Linked DNA regions of Mus musculus: region 1 is linked to region 2. The links are chromatin contacts, called in public HiChIP or PLAC-seq maps. All regions are on one chromosome and are shown on one strand. The core of a region is the stretch at or near the end of the contact, and the rest is flanking DNA. Distances in the headings are between cores, read along the strand shown.

The links. HiChIP or PLAC-seq counts read pairs in DNA pulled down with a chosen protein or histone mark.
Region 1: a contact with region 2 is called in an H3K4me3 HiChIP or PLAC-seq map of embryonic stem cells, with 12 read pairs. The contact joins the promoter of Chchd1 here to the promoter of Cfap70 in region 2. A contact is called at or near these places in 4 of 39 promoter capture datasets (the HPC-7 cell line, cranial neural crest, embryonic stem cells and 1 more), 6 of 115 datasets of contacts at active chromatin or transcription factors (bone marrow-derived macrophages, embryonic stem cells and stem cell-derived neural progenitor cells) and 4 of 9 other capture datasets (adipose tissue, embryonic stem cells, liver and 1 more).

What each region holds. Positions count from the first base shown.
Region 1 is chr14:20,701,330-20,704,306 of GRCm38.p6, forward strand. Chchd1 (coiled-coil-helix-coiled-coil-helix domain containing 1) reads left to right here and starts at 1,698. Exons shown (of 3, transcript NM_025366.3): 1 at 1,698-1,868; 2 at 1,961-2,079; 3 at 2,792-2,977. The coding sequence starts at 1,745. The coding sequence ends at 2,905. 6230400D17Rik (RIKEN cDNA 6230400D17 gene) reads right to left here and starts at 1,770. Exons shown (of 1, transcript NR_029446.1): 1 at 683-1,770. It overlaps Gm25328 (a small nuclear RNA gene), which reads left to right and starts at 194; the gene lies at 194-300.
Region 2 is chr14:20,450,726-20,454,060 of GRCm38.p6, forward strand. It overlaps Cfap70 (cilia and flagella associated protein 70), which reads right to left and starts at 1,500. Exons shown (of 29, transcript NM_029698.1): 1 at 1,477-1,500.

The sequences.
Region 1 (2,977 bases), core at 448-2,947, 250 kb after region 2:
CTGGCTTGCCAAGTACTCATTATATGTAACTTAGGCTGGTTTCAAACTCTTTAATCTGTCTCCTGCCTCAATTTCCCAAGTGCTTGGATTGTAGGCATATGCCACGCCTGGCATAGCTATTTTTAGCATGAACAAGATACACAAAGGCTCGTCTCATTTTAAACATTTAAGAGATATTTAAAAATATTTTTCCGTGCTCGCTTTGGCAGCCTATATACTAAAACGGGGACGATACAGAGAAGATTAGCATGGCCCTTGCACAAGGATGACACGCAAATTCGTGAAGTGTTCCATAGTTTTGTAAAGTGGATAAAAAAGATTTGTTAGCAAATGCAAATTAAAGTTTGGGAAAGAAAAGAAATTTACCCATGTGTGCGTTCGAGGTGTTGGTAGAAGTAATTATGAGCCCTGCAACGTGGATGCTGGAAACCAAACAGTCCTCTGGAAGAGCTAAAAACACTCTTTAAGCACGGAGCTACCTCTCCAGACCCTGAGCTAGCTAAGATTTCAAAGTAGATGTTGGGGTACATAAGGTCACAAACAATATAAATGTGTGTGACAATAAAAAAGGTGCCTTGATGGCTGCCGGTAGGGTGTGGTAAGAGAGGGAAAACCCCTCTGATGTGAACCCAGTGTTAATCTTGGGATTCGCCAGAAAAACGAAGTCCACCATTTTGGGCTAAATTTAAAGCAAGCTTTATTAGATACTAAATACTGACCAAAAGATGGACTTTTTGGTCAGGCCCATTCCTGGAATTTCCCTCCTGAATTAGCTATGTGACTCCGGAAGAAAGGCATCCACGTAGGCTATCAAGGGAGAATTCCAAACATCTGAGGTAAAAAATGTCAGCAAATATACCTTGCTCTAAAGTAGACATCATATAAACTACAGGACTGCTGGATTCCGCTTCCATTAGCAGAAATGTCTTGAATTCATTTGCAAATACCAAAGAATCTATATATAGCACATCTTTTGATTCGGTTTTGTAAACAGTTAAGTCAAACACTCAAGTCCAACAAATCACAACTGGAGGTCTATAAAAAGAAGTGATATAGTTGCTCTAATATTAAATGTTGTGTATGTCACACGTAAATGTTACAACGTTCACCCTACTGTGCGATCATTCCAAACGAGTAAACAGTATCTACCTAGCAGTCCATGTAAGAGTTGTAAAAAGCAACCATTTTATTATTTTGGTTTTTCTGCTACAGAGTTTCTCTGTGTAGCCCTGGCAGTCCTGGAGACCAGGCTGGCCTCAAACTCAGATCCGCCTGCCTCCCCGCCTCCCCGCCTCCCCACCTCCCCAGTGCCGGGATTTAAAGGCGAGCGTCACCACCGCCTGGCAAAAGGAATCATCATTCTCACAGACTTGTTAAAACAAAAGTCCTTTGCAATCCAAAATCCTTAACTCCAGCCCCACGGGATCCAACGCCTTCCCCTGGCCGCCACGGACGCGGCACTCACGTGGTGCCCACACGCAGACACCGACTCACAAATAAGTGGCAGCCGCGGACACGGGGCCCCTGAATCCTGCCGGGTCCCGAGCACGCAAAGGGCGCGCACAACCTATAGCATCCTAACCTGCTGTCGGCTGCCGGCCCGACGGGGTTCGAATCCAGTGTCACCGTGAGGCCAAGACCCGGAAAGTGCGCGCACAGCTGCCCGTTGTCCGCACGCCAAGCGCGTAGAGGTCAAGAGGGGTCACGCACGGCGCCGCGGAGCCTACTGGGAACGCTGTGCAAAATGGCGACGCCCAGTCTACGCGGCCGCCTGGCGCGGTTTGCGAACCCGGGAAAACCTATACTGAAACCCAACAAGCCTCTTATCTTAGCTAACCGCGTCGGGAACCGACGTAGAGAAAAGGGAGGTGAGCACTTGGAGCGGGGGCGGCTAGGTAATCTCGGGGGAGAGGTGTTAGGTCGCCCTGTGGCTGAAGGTCTCCCAGTTCTTCCCCTCCAGAGGCAACCTGTATCACGGAGATGTCGATGATGATGGCTTGCTGGAAGCAGAATGAATTCCGCGACGAGGCGTGCAGGAAAGAGATCCAGGACTTCTTCGATTGTTCTTCCAGGGCTCAGGTGATGTCTGGCTCCTAGCGTGCCTTCTTGGGAAAAGAAAGGGGAATACAAAGAAATGGTTCAAGCCGGGCGTGGTGGCGCACGCCTTTAATCCCAGCACTTGGGAGGCAGAGGCAGGTGGATTTCTGAGTTCGAGGCCAGCCTGGTCTACAAAGTGAGTGCCAGGACAGCCAGGGCTACACAGAGAAACCCTGTCTCGAAAAACCAAAAAAAAAAAACCAAACGCAAAGAAATGGTTCACACCGCCCTGTGTTAAATTATGTACAGAGTCTCCCATTCATCTGTGACTGGCTCACCCTCACCAAAGTGAGAAAAAGCTAAGTTTTGTCATAGGTTGATCTTCACTAATTTGCTAGCCAGAATAGTAGTTTGAGATGATAACAATCATTTGTACATCCCCAATCCCTTTAAATCCCCTTTTTGTTCCTTTGGGTTTTTTGTTTGTTTGTTTGGGGTGTGTGTGTGTGTGTGTGTGTGTGTATGTGTGTAAGTGCTTGCGTGCTTGAAAATGCAGGGACACATCTGTGGGCACCAGTGCTGTGTGGTGGCCTGAGGTAAACGTCTGGAATTTTCCTCCATTCCTCTTCCACTTTATTCCTTGAGGCAGGGTCTCTTGGGGTTTGGAATATTATAAAAATTATGGGTCTAGGTCAGAATAAGCTAAAGAACTGTGACTTTGTTTTTTGTTTTCTGTTTTCTGTTGTGTTTTCAGGAAGCCAGGAAGATGAGATCAATCCAGGAGTCTCTGGGACAGTCCGAGAGTTTATCTCCCCACAAGATGACCAAGTTGTTACAGAGATTTCCCAACAAATCTCATCTCATCTGAAAATGGAGAAATATTTTCAATGAACTCTCATTTCCAAAAGCTATACAGAGAGGCACGTTTGGGAGGTTTGCG
Region 2 (3,335 bases), core at 250-2,749:
AAAGGGAGGAGGGATAAAGAAGGATAATGCAAGGGAAAAGAGACAAATACCACATCTTCCCTCCCCTAGGCAGCACCTAGGTTTAAACACACATTACAGGAAAGCAGATGTGGGACTGTTTGGGGTTGAGGGAGGGAAGGGAAGGGAAGAGAAAAGTCAGGCAAATGGGAGAAAGAATCTAAATTAAGTACAAGGACTGAGATATGTAGATCTGTCGTAGATTTGTTTTGTGTGTTTACTGAAAATAAATTTGAAATCTGAAGTAGAACATATCTCTGAGGACCTGTGCATCTGTGCATACTGTGTGCATCCATGTGGGACAGGTAATGCCTTCAGACTTCACAGTCACCATGCCATTTCCCAGTGACTCCCTCAGTCTTGCCCTTGCCTAAAAGCCTGACTTGTCACCCAAATGCTTCCAGGCCCTTTCAGGGCCTCAGTGGCACTGGCAATGTTCTTATCAAGTATGTATTAGGGATCTGTACCATATGAGCTAGCTCATCTGGGTTCCTTGTGCCAAACAAATACACCTTTGAGTCTAAGTGTTTTATTCTAATCCATTCCATTTCTGTCAAAATCATTTAAAACTGCATTAAGTTAGGGACAGGGACAGATGCTGAGGAGATATAAGCCCCCAAGTCTAGTGAGGAAGAGAGATATGTTGATAGACCAAGAGGTGTAAGCTTTGTGGCAGCCAGTCTGACAGATGACTGGGGAGTGGGGAGGGAACTAGCTTTCAATTATGCCTTGGCACACTCTAAAGCCTTCACATATGCCACACAGATAGAAAGAAGAGAGTGAGTTTCAGGCAAGTCTAGTCTGTGGTCTGGCTTAGGGTGCCTCCCTCCCTGCCCCAGCGTATGCATATAATCACTTTGGAACCCTCACATTCACTGTCTTATTCTCTTCTGATCATCTTTCTTAAAGCAGCTACCAAGGCTATTCATTCACTTTGAACATTTCATAGTCGATGAAGATTGTCTCCAACTCAGAAACAGTCGCCGTGGCTGTGAATTCAGCTCGTTCTCTGTCCGGGACATTGGTTTTGTTTACGAGGATGGCGCTGTGGTGGTTTACCTTGCAGTGCTAAGCAGATAAGAGCCTCACGCACGCGGTGCAGACACTTCACAGAACCAGATCCACAGTCCCAGCCGTGGAGACTGGCGACTTTCCTACTGAGTAACTGTGACCTTGCATGAATGCCCAACTATTGTTCTTGCCCTCAACAAGGCGTCCATTTCTAGTCACAGGCTCAGAGGCAGGACAGCTACCAATCGACTTGGGGATAGCATAGAGTAAGGAGATGGGACTGGATCCAGCTCTGGATGAAGCCGGATCTTGGGCACAGCTGGGCTGAGCGAGAACTTCAACCTGGTCTTAGCTGTAGGGAAAGAGCTCAGAATCCTAGAAAAAAAGATCTGGGGAGTGGGAGCAACAGCTTCACCTATAGCCCCTAAAAGGGAGTTACTGGCTTACCTGAGGCAGACGCTGGTTTTCTGTAACTATAGCAACCAGCTAGCTCTCGCGAGAACTTGTTTTTTCCCCACCTCAAAGAAGGAGGTTGCAAATTTGGCTTGTGCTCTGAAAACCACGCCCCTTGGGTGTTTCTCCTTTGCAAGTTTGGGTTAAAATGTAGCTTTCCACCTTTCAAATCTTTTTCCTTTACGATTAATTTCATTATCCACAAAAAATAGAATGATAAAATTAAAAGGAACTTTAAGGAAAGAAACCTTAGATGTCTCCAAAAAAAAAAAAAGTCTTTACTAAACAACTCCCATTTTAGCAGGGTGCCCTGGCCCTTGTCTCTAGTTCTAGCTACTTGGGAGTCCGAGGCAAAAAAGGATTGCTTAAGGATTGCTTGAGTGGGTGTTTGAGGCTATACTGGGCAATATAAAAATCGTCTGCCCTTGAAAAGTAAACTAGTAATTTAGATCTTTTCTCAAAATACCTGTACCTTAAATGCTGACTCTTGGATCTGTAGACGGTTCAGCAGTTAGGAGACCTTACACTCTTCCAGCGGGCCCAATCTCAACTCCCAGTACACAAGGGGCAACTCCAGCCCCAAGTGGTCCAGTGCCGCCTTCTGGTGTGAGTGTCAGTGCTTGCAAAGGGAAGAAACAAAAATAAATCTTAAAAAAAAAAAAAGTTGATTCTCAACTTGGTATGCATAGCAAGTTCCAGGCCAGATAGGGCCACATAGCCAAGTTCTTCCTGTGTTTGCAAAGCACACTCTACACCGCTAAGTTTGGCCCCCAGCAATGGCCATATCTAATAATATAATCAGAAGTATATGTACAAGGTCTAAGCAATTGCTATCAAAATCGTAACTGACAGGCTGGTGTGACAGGCCACAAGAGTGTGACGTGCTCTGGCAGAGGCCCAAGCCTGGTTCACAGCACCCACGCTGGGTGGCTCAGAAGTGACTCTAGTTCTAGGGGACCCCCAGGTCACCTGATGCCTCTAGTCTTCACGGCCACCTGCATCCATGTGCATATACCACACAAAGACACATATTCACACACATAATTCAAAACATAAGTCTTTAAAATAAACACTACTGACTTTGTCAGAAATTAAGAGGATTCACACTTCCCTATTTCATAATGTCCTATAGAAGGATTGGCCTATAAAGTATTAAGGAACAAGGACAGATAATACAGGCCAAAGGAAACGAATCAAGAGTGACAAGTACACACCTAACAATCCTGACCAACAGATTTGAACAAGATGGCCAAGACAACCCAAGGAGGTAAAGAGCACGCAGGTCGACCAAGTCCAGCTCGGTGAACCAATTCACTTATTCAGTCTTACTTGCAGGGACGCAGACAACTCAGGCGCTCGCTATGGAGCAGTGGGGATCTGAGATCAAGGCACAAGAGGGCATGTGAAGCTGAGCGCGTGTCCGCCATCCCTGCAAATTACATCAGGATGGGAAGTAGGGACTGGGGACTCTTGAAGATCAAGTCAGAGAGGTGGCATGCAGAGCAGTTGAGAAGGGACCATCTCAAAACAAGGTTGTGCTCTGACCTCTACACACTGTGGTATATATGGCACTTCATGAATGCATATGTAACAACGCTCACGTGAATGTATGTGTACGCACACACAAAACTGTGGTATGTAAATACATAACAAAATATTCAGTCTTTGAAGAAGGAAATCCTACCCACTTCCCTCCATTTACCACAATGCAGGTGAGCCAGGTGTGGTGATGCACACCTTCAGTCCCAGCACTGTGGAGGCGATAGCAGACAGAGCTGGAGGCTAGCTTGGTCTATACAACAAGTTTCAGGCCAGTCAGGGCTCCAATGTAATACCCTGTCTCAAAACAGACA